3 separate regions of the Zea mays genome follow, and all the other regions are linked to region 3. The links are chromatin contacts, called in public Hi-C maps. All regions are on one chromosome and are shown on one strand. The core of a region is the stretch at or near the end of the contact, and the rest is flanking DNA. Distances in the headings are between cores, read along the strand shown. Region 1 holds the start of LOC100279299. Region 2 holds the start of LOC100278989 (nuclear poly(A) polymerase 4). Region 3 holds the start of LOC100285913 (EREBP-4 like protein).

The links. Hi-C and Micro-C count contacts between places; a contact is called where the count stands out from the background.
Region 1: a contact with region 3 is called in a Hi-C map of endosperm, with 4 times the contacts expected there. The contact joins the promoter of LOC100279299 here to the promoter of LOC100285913 in region 3. A contact is called at or near these places in 3 of 25 Hi-C or Micro-C datasets (ear, endosperm and tassel).
Region 2: a Hi-C map of endosperm shows a contact between it and region 3, with 2.9 times the contacts expected there. The contact joins the promoter of LOC100278989 here to the promoter of LOC100285913 in region 3. A contact is called at or near these places in 3 of 25 Hi-C or Micro-C datasets (ear, endosperm and tassel).

Annotation. Positions count from the first base shown.
Region 1 is chr9:75,675,446-75,679,634 of Zm-B73-REFERENCE-NAM-5.0, forward strand. It overlaps LOC100279299, which reads right to left and starts at 1,936. Exons shown (of 20, transcript NR_173990.1): 1 at 1,323-1,936; 2 at 1,065-1,108.
Region 2 is chr9:77,169,645-77,174,095 of Zm-B73-REFERENCE-NAM-5.0, forward strand. LOC100278989 (nuclear poly(A) polymerase 4) reads left to right here and starts at 2,003. Exons shown (of 13, transcript XM_020543930.2): 1 at 2,003-2,437; 2 at 2,561-2,714; 3 at 2,834-2,911; 4 at 3,017-3,124. The coding sequence starts at 2,610.
Region 3 is chr9:76,402,934-76,407,066 of Zm-B73-REFERENCE-NAM-5.0, forward strand. It overlaps LOC100285913 (EREBP-4 like protein), which reads left to right and starts at 2,535. Exons shown (of 4, transcript NM_001158802.2): 1 at 2,535-2,889. The coding sequence starts at 2,742.

The DNA.
Region 1 (4,189 bases), core at 686-3,185, 730 kb before region 3:
ACTGAAGTTTGTGGTTTTAAAGGTTTGAAAACTCGTCCCCGACGATATGTTTTTATAACCAGAGGGAGTATTGTTAAAAATGAAGAAGTAACAAACATGCTAATGGGGATCTGAATTTTTCAAATGGGTTACTAATGTAGCACCCATGTAGGAGATCAAACATGAGCTCCAGTAGGGAAACAGAAATAGGATGTCCAACACTAGATTTTTTCTGTAGCATCTTAGGAACAGAAAAAAAAAACAATTTGTACAGTTGCTAATGCGCACAGTAAACATAGTCATACTAATTACCTCCCATGTGCACAACAAGCATATAGTCATACTTCGGGCATGTTTGTTTCAGCTTTTTTGTTGATTCTGGTCGCCAGAAGCTACTGTGCTGTGGACTGACAAACGCCTAGCTTTTCAGCCCACTTCTATGATAATTGATTTGGTGAAAACCGTCCAAAATCAACATGAATACACAATCGGCTGAATCATCACGATAGAAGGAATCCGTCACTTCCTAGATCCTAAACACTATGTACCCCTTCATATTCCTCCGCACGTAATCCCCACGATACTCAGATTCTCCCTCACAACCAAATTCTCCCCACAACCAGATTCTCAGAAAAGCTCATAAAAAAAGCCGAAACAAATAAGCCCTTAACATTGCCAAGCATAGCACGAAATAAACAACATCCAAGATATTGATGTCCCTCATCAGCACTAGGAAAATGCCGATCAAACAACATAAAGCAAAATGATCATATAAAGTCAAAGTGCCCAAAAGCTATACAATGATGACATATGGATGGGTCATTGAATGCTAGAAGGTTGCAACATAGATATACTAACGACAGGGTCAAGGCTCCATAACTATATACTAGTAGATTCACAAGTGTAGGAATCAGGCACAGTCCAGTCCAAAAGCGAATTTCCTTTCCTTCACAAATCCCAACATGCAAGTGGTGAGAAAAACACCCAAAAAAAACTAGTTGTGGCAGACCCAATGTTGAATCACAGAATCAAGATTCCTACCAGCAAAGGGGCGCCACACAAACAAAATGGCGCAACGAACTCACCTGCTTCTCAGCTACCGTGTTGTTGAAGCTACCAGGATCGGTCTCTGCAAGACCAGAGCACAGATTAGCACAAGCAACTCCAAGCCCAAACCGGGACCTCCATTCTCAACGTCCCCACACGCTGCAACCCACCAAGGCCGAGATCTAAACAGCACGGCCACCGACACTCGCACCCGCCCTCACCCACACACCCGCCCGTAGAACCAGATCCCGCCCGAACGGATCGATGAACACCGGGAGTTGGCCAGATCCACGCACCTCCGCCGCCCTGCTCGCTCTCGGACTCCGGGAACTCCTTCTCCAGCGCGCGGTCGATCATGTCGGCGAGGCTGCCCTCCTTGGCCTCCGTGGCATTGCCCTGAGCCACCACCTCGCCGCCGGCCTCCGCCACGGCCACCCCATCCCCGCGCGCCTCCGCCTCCGCCTCGACCTCCGGCTTCCCCGCGCGGCCCTCGTGCCCAGCGCCGCCGCCGCCGCCGCCGCCGCCGCCGCGGCCAGCGGCCTCGGCGGCAGCGACCGGGGAAAATGCTACGGCCGCAGCGAGGAGCAGGCCGCAGACGACGAGGAACGGGAGGGGTGAGGAGGAGCCCGGGTGGTTGCTAAACCGACGCGGCAGCATCGCCGGCGAGGGGGTGGGGGTTTGGCAGGCGAGCGGGCAGCGCGTCGGAGTCCGTGTGAGGGCTGACTGGCCGTGGCCGGCTCCGCTGGGGTTTAGATTTTCTGGAAGGCGACGGAGCGTGGCGGTGACGGTGTGCGCCGCTCGTGACGGTGAAGGGACGCACGCGCTCGCGTACGACCAGGCAGACGCAGTCAGACAGCCAGGAAGCCACAGAGGCGATGGGGTCGGAGGAAGACGCTTTGCGAAGTGTGCGTATTGTGTAGCGTTGTGAGTTTGTGACGCTGTGGCAATTTGTAGAGGACATATCCTGTGCAATCACTCATTTTGGTGCAAGCGTGCAATCAAACTATCCAGAGCATCCAATTCAGATCCAACGATTTTATATGGAAGGGGTTAAAAGTAAAATAGGTACTATGTTTTAGGTGGAAGGGGTTAAATATAAAATAACAATCATCATTAGATCTAGATCGGATACACCAGATCGCTTGATTGCATGCTTGCACCAGGATAAGTGATTGCATAGGATATTTCCCCCCAATTTGTAGGGGGTTTGTTTTGTTGTATGGAGTTAAAGCAACTCCAGTAATTCTTATAAGAAAGTTTCCAATAATTCTTATAAAAATGTTTCCTAAGAGCATTTTCAAAAGTCTTTCTAAATTCCACTCTCTAAATTATTATTTACAGACATAAAAACAGTTTTTATATCTTTTCAATTTCTAATAGTCTTTCTATATTTTGTTTACACTCTAGACAGCTATTCACGTTTTCTATATTTTACTAGCGAGAAACCTATAATGGAAGATTTCTATATTTGGATATTCATTTAGATGAGTTGTTGTAGGATACTTTTTTTAAAAATATATATATTTATATAGATTAGAAAGAATATAGAGAGCCTTTTAGAGTTGCTCTAAACTCGTGTTTAGTAAGTTACTAAATAGCTATTAAAAGTAAAAAATAGCTTGATATTCAATAATTCCTAATATTTAGGGAGTAATTCAATTTTGAATCTAGTTTTGACATGGCTGCTCCTGTCGAACCTAGCTAGTGATGGGGTCGAGAGTAGATGTCGAGGTGAAAGGTCTCTTGTGGTTTTTGGTGTTTGGATGATAACACAATTAAAGGACTGACCAAGGTGTTAAGTGTTGAGTAGGTACTTAGTGTAGAGCTTATAAAGTTCAACACAAGAAGTCTTGCGTCATATTGAGATATTCTATATATGCTGAGATGAATATCATGGGCGGAGCTAAGGCCCGGACAGGATGGGCTGTTGCCCGGGCTTTATCTCTTGCAAAAACCTATTATATCTAGGTAATGTTTTTCTTTTTTTTCTTGGCAGCCGTCCATAATTTCTCATCTGATGGCATGGTCATGTGTATCCGCTGCCGCTGCTTGCTGGATGCCATGCTTACAAACAGATTCTACACCGCCAAAGGTTGTATGGCCTAACTTAATTTTCTTTTCATATGGGTTGTACGAGAGCAGACTCCGCCCACACTCATGCACATTTTTTGTTTGCGCCAGAAAACAACAACGATAATGTCAACAGTCATCTCATTTAGCTCATCTCCACGATAATAGCAATGTTGTCAATGCCGACCCAAGCGATAATTAGCTTGAATCATTAATTTTTTTCTGCTTCATATCCAAGATCACGGTGCTCAGAGGTATTTCGAGTCATACAGATAAATGGTTCGATCACTTGGTGCTGTGTTAGTGTTACATTAAGTGGAAATTATTTAAAGCATTTGATAATTATACAATAACACAACGTCATAGCATAAAGACTGAAAATGAGACTACCTCGTGTTATATGAGATTAGCATATTATATACATGCAAGCAAATTTTTAAGTACTTTGCAATATACATGCAGAATATTTATGATTTTTTTACATTATGTAATCTTTTTAAGTTGCCCAGGCTTCCAATAAATTCTAGCTCCGCCACTGATGAATATGGATTGTGGATATCACAAGTAAAGAAAGTTAAAGGATGGACATTACTAAGTGAAAATCGATGTACATCACCTGAAGACAGCTAATTGAACCAAGGACAAAGGCAAGAAGGACTTCCAGGGACTAGAGCAAGGGAGAAGGTCAATAGGACTGAGATACCCGAAGCTAAGGAGAAGAAGATGTTCTTGCACGAAGTCAAGGTTGATCAAATCGAGAAGGGTTATGGTGCATTAAGGTAATTCATATGGTTTATAGTTTTAAGTCATAAGGCTCAGCATCCTAACTTCAATGGAGTCATGGTCACAAGATCGAGTAGAAGTATCAAAGTCAGAACCTAAAAGGGCCCAAAGAGTTGTGCATCTTTAATTAGGAGTTTGGGTCACTCATGTGTTTGAAAAGGTTCTTAATGACCATTGGAAGTGTTGTAACTCAAGATAAGGCTAGAGGGATCAAGTTATGTGACTTAGAGTTTTGGAGTCCAATATTGAGCTCAAGCAAGGCCAAAAGAGCAAGATGATGAAAAAGGATAAGTATGAAAGCTTTTGAATA
Region 2 (4,451 bases), core at 753-3,252, 770 kb after region 3:
CTACCTATGTCGCCTCCAGATGCCCAGGTCTTCGTCGTGTCCTTCTCCGGCAACGAACATGTATGCCTGCCTCTTCCCTTCCCTTCTCTTCCCTTCCCTTCATGCTCTATGAAACCTTGGAAGTGGGGGAGGCGAGAGATGGGGGTTCCTGATTTGCTGCCTATGGTACCCGTTCGATGGCTCGGTATCGCCTGTCTACATGGCCTTTCCCTTACCACGGTGTCGACTTCATATGCTTCTACAACTTCTTTGTACCTGTCACTCATCTTTCTGTCATTGCAAAAAAATTTGTGTTGTTCCTCTGTTGTTTTGGGTGTTAGTTTTTTGTTGTGCTAATGACTAAACATAATTTGGGTGTGTTAATACTTTATTTATTGTCTGCACATGGTTTGTGTTCTTCTGATGATGGCTCATGGATCCTGCAAAATATGTGTTAGGATTTGGAGATCCATGCAGGCACTACCACCGGGTGCTCGTCCCTTATGTTCTTGGCTCTTGCATGTGTTAGGTCGTTTTTGAGACCACATTGGCACAATGGACTCCATGGTGTTTGAGGTTGTTGAATTGGATGGAGCAGCAATGATTTTTCACGCTAACAGTAAAAGGAAATGTTATTTGTTGGTTTTAAACGTTAGTAATTGCTACAAAGTACCATAATTTGTATGAAGCACATCGAGTTTTTATTGATGCCTGACTTTAGCAACCACTCCATATTTTAATCTATTTTTTTATAAGTTTGAGTTCATGTGACTTATTTTAGAAACTTGAGCTCACAAACTTTCTCTTATTTGGTCTGTGTATGATGGAATTATGTCATTATGTAATATCTGTTTGTTCAGTCAGTCATTGTGAACTCTCTTTCAATCACTACCTTCATTGGCCGTGTTGTACCAAGACATATTGGATGGAGTAAACAACAACATCAGTTAGTTAAATAAAAAAACTATTATGTGGAGAGCGGAGAAAATCAATAAAAAAATCTTAAGATTTTTTTTGTGGATATTTTTACGTGGGTATTGTTGTGAGCCATCGCAACGCACATGCAACCGACTAGTCTCACTCTATATCTCACTCATGGGTCACGTCAGCAATCTCTCTCCCTATATCTCTACTCTCCACACCAATTCACTCTACATTAAGGGGGTGTTTGGTTACACCCGCTAAAATTTAGCCCATGTCCCATCGAATGTTTGAACCTCCGTTCCGGGTATTAAATGTAGTCGGATTATAAAACTAATTTGTCAGCCGAAGATTAAAAGACGAGACGAATCTAGTCCAGTTGGTTAGGTCTATATTTCATACTCCTATTTAAAAGTCAAACACTTGATGTGACCCGGGCTAAACTTTAGCAGGAGCAACCAAACACCCCCTAACCCTCTATATACTACTCCAAACATAAAATAACATTTTCCATACCTATTCATCATCTATTATCTTTTTTCCAATAAAAACATTGCTATACACGGAACACGAGGAGAGAGTGCCGACTGCGTATGGCCTCAAATGTCACGTGTTACTGTAGCGCGCTTGGACTGTGGGATATAGAGTGAAAAGCGATGAACGCATTGTGTGAGCAGTGAGCCACTAGAACTGTCGTAGGGGAAAGGCATTAGTCCGAAGACAACTATTATCTCGATTAAATAAAAATGATCATATACAACAACCCGTTCAACGCGACAAATAGCCTATTTGGCTGTTCTACAGCTACTGCAGCTGTTCGATCTAGCGACCGTATAAATAAAATATTGTAGAGAACACAGTCACAGCTATACTAAGGGGTGTTTGGTTCTGTGGACTAAATGTTAGCCCGAGTCACATCAAGCGTTTGACTTTCAAGTAGGAGTATGAAATATAGACCCAATCAACTGTACTAGATTCGTCTCACTTTTTAATCTTCGGCTGAGAAATTAGTTTTATAATCCGACTACATTTAATACCCCGAACGGAGGTTCAAACATTCGATGTGATAGGGCTAAATTTTAGCTGACCCAACACCCCCTAAGCAACGAACGTGGTTACCAACTGCACCGTCTCCGCAAGGAAATAGACGGACGGATCGCCCAGAGAAATCCCTTTCTCTCTCTACTCCCTCCAATCTCCATCCCCTGCCTATTCGCCGTCCCTCTCTCCTGCCTGTCCCCGGCCGCCGCCACCCCACGGCCCACGCGGCCGACGCGCCACCTCCTTCTCTCTGTTCCCCGCCGACGTGGCCGGCGGATTGCCGGATCCGCGCGGGAAAGGGAGATCTAGACCCGTCTGATCTTGACCCGACCCGTCCCAGCGGCGCAGTTCGGGGAGGTTCCGTGCGGGGGATTTCGACTCGGGTGGTGGAGCTCTGGGTTCTTGTGCCAGGCGGTTACCTTTGCGTAATCTAGTAGGAGTCGCCGTGCTCAGCAGTTATAAGGGATCGGGCGCTCCAGATTGAGCCCTGGGAGAGGTCGTGTCGCGTTCTATCTCCGTGTAAAAGTTGCTGTTTTTGTGGCGGCGTGGCCTTGAGTTACCGGGATTTTCGGGGTTTCCGGCGGCCGATCCGTGCTAATTACGCTATCTGTTCCTTCAGGGCGTCCTCGTGTTGGGAGAGGATTTTGTGTTCTCTTGCCGTTGGTTCCATGGCCAGCGGCTCTGATCCCCCAAAGCAGTACGGAATAACTAAGCCGTTGTCGTTGCTCGGGCCTGTGGAGGCCGACCTGCAGAGGACGGCGGAACTAGAGAAGGTTTGTGATTAATTCAGTTTCATGTTATCAGTATTGTCTCAACTCTTCGCCCGACGATTTCACATTCCCGTCTCAGATTGATATTGTACTATTCAATTACAGCTGTTGTTGATTTGCAGTTTTTGGTCGAGGCGGGTCTGTATGAGAGCCCTGACGAATCTGCTAGGCGGGAGGAGGTGCTGGGGAAGCTTGGCCAGGTAGCTACTCTTGTTGCCACACGTGTGCTTAATGCTGCACTATGTATCCGTGTCCATGGTTCCAGCATTATTTCTTCCCTAAGCATGTTCTTTCGGCATTTGCAGATTGTAAAAGACTGGGTGAAGCAATTGACTAGTCAGAGAGGATATACTGATCAAATGGTTGAAGAGGCAAATGCTGTACTCTTCACCTTTGGCTCATACCGACTTGGGGTAATTTCCACCACTTCCTTTTACTAGTATCGCCTGTTTTGCTCTGCCACCCATCTTTTATTTATTCATTAGTGAAATTGTACAGTTTAGATAGTCTTTGTACTTGTGACAGTACTTAGTGTTGATGCTCCTTTAAGGGTGTTCGTGTCCTATTAAAATACTACATTCAAATTTCTTGTGCTTGAGGACTAGTTGCAAGTTACAACTGATATAGAAACAGTCTAAATATTCAGAAGTGGGATCTAAGTGGTGTACGAGTGGTTGCAACTTGCAATTATCCAAACCTGCTTTTTTGAGAACACAATTTAACGAGATAAGTGTCACAGTTTTTTTAAAGTAAATTTGCTGACCAGTATCCAATTTAGCATGAAATTGTGCAACATGCCATGTTGCTGTGATATGAAGGCATGTGCTGTTTGCGAACAATTTTGAGTTTCTGAAGACCTTCACACTGCCCTTGTCAAGCCGTTATATAAATTTTAAATAAGCCATAGTGAATGGCTACTATGCATTTGCAGTCTCATTCAAATCTATATATATACTATATTAAGAACCTAATGTGAGCGCCTGGTTGCTACCACGGCTTCTCCTTCCGCGCTGACAATCTGGGCCCACCCCATGTGCCTCGATTGGTTCTCCCGCCCCACGCGCCCTGCCTCGGCGCCGTGCCCTGTGGGCACCATGCCCAACGCCCGCGCTCAGCTACTGCCCTGTGGAACCCCAACGCCCGCGCAGCCAGCTACTACGCCTGCTCCGCACCCGACCCTGTCCGCGCAGCTACCACACCACACAAAAAATAGTGCAGAGCGAGCACTCGAACCCACGCCGCCCTGCTCCAGAAATTTGGGGCTAAAAACCATACCACACGTACCCTAGTATTTAGAAATAAACAATAATTATATTTGAATAAATATCTCAATACCTATTTATATGATATATAACAACCGTATCAAAGCACGGACATCTGGCTATATATCTTATTTGGCTGCTTTATTTTATTGCCCTTGTATCGTCTTTCCCGTCTTTCCCAAATACCTGCCTTGCCTTTTTGACCTGTTCTATTACTCTAGGGACCCACTTAACAAGGATTGAAGCAAGGAATGAATTGAGTGTAGAAATAAATGAATATTTAATTTAGTTGTACATACAACATTTTCAATCTGTGAATTGATGATCAACAGCATCATACAAGATGCACTTTATTCTAGTGAAACTTGGAACATTACTGGATTACTGGAATATAAGTAGCAACAGCAATGACTTTGGAATATGCATTCCATAGGGAAATGTGAGTGAGAGGAGGCATTTTTGCTTCTTGCACACCAAT
Region 3 (4,133 bases), core at 1,285-3,784:
ATACTATATGGTGTAGGTATTTATGCAATTCGTTACACTGCGTAAAAAATCTGGCATGTTGTTCACTGGTGGACGCACCTCCGGGTTGGAGCGTAATAACCTTAAGTTTTGAGCATAAAATCCCTCAATTATAAGCGTATATACCGAGTCAATGTGAGAGGTTGATAGCTCTAGTAGGTTGTTATTACGATCCTATTTTTATGGCAGATCCGAAAAACATGGCAGTCGCATGCATGCGGTTATACAGATCCTAAAATTATGGCAAAATGCATGCATGAGTCAATCACGTTCCCTTGCATGCGCGTAAATTCAGGAAAGATATGTGTGGCGGTTTCTGTTTTAAATGCTTTATTTCCTCCATAAATTTAGGATCGCTGAAACAGACATGCAACTAAAACTCGTAATGACTATTTTATGCTATATACTGATACTAAATATGCTACACTGTGTAGATAATTATGCAATTCGGTATACTGCGTAAAAATCTGCTACAGGCTGCATGCACACGAATTTATGATGGAAAGAATATGCAATGAAAGGAAATGAATTGCATGCATAGAAACAAAAAATCACATTTAATGTTTTATTTCCTTCATAAATATAGGATCCCTCCAACAGCCATGCAACTAAACGCATTAGAACTAGTTTATGATGTATACTGAAACAAATTATACTACACGGTGTAGGTATTTATGCAATTTCTTAGACTGCGTAAAAAATCTGGCATGTTGTTCACTGGTGGACGCATCTCCGGGTGGAGCGTAAAAACCTTAAGTTTTGAGCATAAAATCCCTCAATTATAAGCGTAAATACCGAGTCAATTAGAGGTTGATAGCTTTAGTAGGTTGTTATTACGATCCTATTTTTATGACAGATCCGAAAAACATGGCAGCCGCATGCATGCGGTTTCTATTTTTATACAGATCCAAAAATTATGGCAAAATCGTGGGAGTTTCCATTGCATGCGCGCAAATTAAGAACAGCATAAATCAAGGAATTTCCTTTCAAATGTGCATGCAGTAAACTGATATACGAACTCTGTGTTAAAGCATAAAAACATACAGTTTTTAGCGTAAATAATACATGTGGTAGGCATAAAACACAATAAACGAAAAGAAAAATGCGCCGGATCAGAGGATGTCACGCGCGATCATCGCTGCGCGCATCTCGCCCCTTCCGTGACGTCGCTCGCTCGAACATCGCGCCTCATGCGTCGCCGTCGCTACTCGCATGTCGACGGGCGTCGCTTGCTCGCCGGCCTTGGAAGTGCCGCCTCCTCGGGGCTTCGGGGACGCCGCCGCTTGCCTGCACAAGGGCCTCGCTGCGGATCGAGGAACCTCCGCCACCGCGCGTCGAGGTAATGGAGTTGCGGCCACCGGCCTAGGAATCGCCGCCACCGCACAAGGACGCTGCCGCCGCTCGCCCTCTGGATCGGGGGCCGCCACCGCCGGCCTGGAAACCGCCGCCACCACATAAGGGCGCTGCCGCCGCCGCTCGCCCTCTGGATCGAGGGCCGCCACCGTCGGCCTGGGAACCGCCGCCACCGCCGGCCTGGCAACCGTCGCTAATGAATCGAGATGGGCGTAAAAACGGATCCCTAGCACTACAGATTTCCTTTTATAGACGTCTGGACCTGGTCCGGCTCGACCGGATTGCACTGTCTGGCCTGGGCTTCCAATAACTAAAGGAAGCCCAGTGCTCCTAATATACAATATATATATATATATATATATATATATATATATATATATATATATATATATATATATATATATATATATATATATATATATATATATATATATATATATATATATATATATATATATATATATATATATCTCGCACCGCGAGAGGCATGGAAGCTGTGACAGGCGTCGGGCCTTGCCGCTTCCTCTTGCCCTCCCCTTCCAGGTACCTTAACGTAGGTATATAACTGAGAATCGAATGGGCCTGTTTGGATCCTATTATCTGAAGTTTACTTTAATTATATGATAGATACTTTATAAAAACTTTAATCTATTACTAAAATTCTACGACATTAACTTTAAGCCCGTTTGGTTTGAGTGACTAAAATTTAATCCCTCTATTTTAGTCTCATTTAGTACCTAACGGTGGCACTAAAATAGAGACTAAACTATTTTAGTCTCTAGTTTATCAAAAAGAGACTAAAAGAGACTAAACCATATTAATTTCACTTTTTATCTCTTCTTTATTTTAGTTACACTAATAACGAGAGAATGGTAAGAGGTATTTTTATAATTCATTTAATTAATGTATTTTAAATATTTTTAGTCTTTAAAACCAAATATGATATAAACTAAATTTTAGTTCTCTAATTAAACTTTAGTCATGGACTAAATGAAACAAAGAGGCCCTTATCACCATTATATACAAACAGTCAAACATGGTCCATGGACTCACTTTGCAGATACACACCTATATTCTATTGCTATTCGGACCACATTCTCCTGACCCCACCGTTCAGTCAATGTACCGTGAACCTCTCCCGGAACACGCTCTCGATCCGCTCGGTTGGTCGTCGTGTCGACTGGTTCGTCTCCATCCGCCTCTCGTCCCCTTCTGCTCCATCGAAGGTCCCTCGCGATCTCGCCTCGAGTAGCTAGTGCCTCGCGCGCCGGGGGCGACTGCGCGCGCGGTCAGTCAGTCTTCGGCGTGCGGGGCGCGCGCGAGATCTCCTCAGAGGTAGGGGAGAAAATCGGTGAGGGTCGGCGGGCCTGATGGGCGGGGCGGTCTCCGGTGGCGCGGCGGTTGGGGATGCGGCGGGGGCGGCAACTTACCCGGTGGTTCTCAACGTGTACGACCTGACGCCGGTCAACAACTACCTCCACTGGGGCGGGCTTGGCATCTTCCACTCTGCCGTCGAAGGTAAACGTGGGTCCGAAATGGCAATTTTGTCCGGAGGGGATTGTTCGGGTCAGGTTGTACTGTTATGTGAACTTTAAACTTTACAATTAGATGCAGTTTTATTGGAAGTCTGTGCCTTTGTTGGGTAAGTTGCTTCTAGGAATGGTGGGTACAACAGGATCTTGGATGCTGTTGAGTACTTGTTCTAGTTGCGATGAGCTAAATGAGAGGATCTTGGATGCCGTTGGGTGCGATGAGCTAAATGAGAGGATCTTGGATGCTGTTAGGTACTTGTTCCAGTTGAGATAAGCTAAGCAAGACGACAGATTTAGAGGATTCAGAAGGGAAAGATTAAATCTGATAACGCATCCTATTATTTCTAGTATCCATAACTGGCCGACTGGACATATAAATTGTTTCTTAGAAACATCACAATACATATTTTATGATTTCCCAGTATCCAACTATCCATAAGGATGAGACTGGACATATCAATTGTTGCTTAGCACAATAGATATTTTATTTTGTGTTTAAGGGGCCTTTTTCAGTTAATGTTCAAAGCTACCGCAATAGATCTTTACAACTCTTTTAGAAACAAATGTTACTTTCCTAGTTTAGTTATATGATTACATCACATTTCTTGTGAATTTATGGTATGATCAATCCTTTTACAGTTACAATTTCCTATTAAAAGTAGCAAACAATGCCTATGCGTTGCAATGGAACGCACAACTTGTTGCATGATTAATTAGATGACTTGTGGCTTGGAGATTTGTGTAACAATCATGTCAACTTTTCCAATACATCTTGGAATTGAACGCCGTCCTGTGCATTGTTTCCTAATGCTTTACCTAATGTCTACATGTGGTATAAAGATTTAGCAATGATCATCATGTGTTCTAATTTTTTTGAGACCCGCCTCCATGCTGCGCCTGTACACTTTGCTCTAACTCAACAAGTGCACAGGAGAGAGTAGCAACCATGGAAACACTCAATTTTTCTAATTTGTTTTGGAATAGGACTCTACTCCGTGCTTAGGGTCTGTTTGTTTCATCTTTTTTTTGACGAGATTTTTTGAGAATCTAGTTGTGGGGAATCTAAATATCGTGGGGATTACGTGCAGAGAAAGATGAAGGGGGTCATATGGTTTAGAATCTAGAAAGTGACATATTCTTACTATTGCGATGACTCGGCCAATTCAGTGTTCACTTTGATTTTGGACGGATTTCATCAAAGCGATTCTCACAAAAGCGGGATGAAAAGCT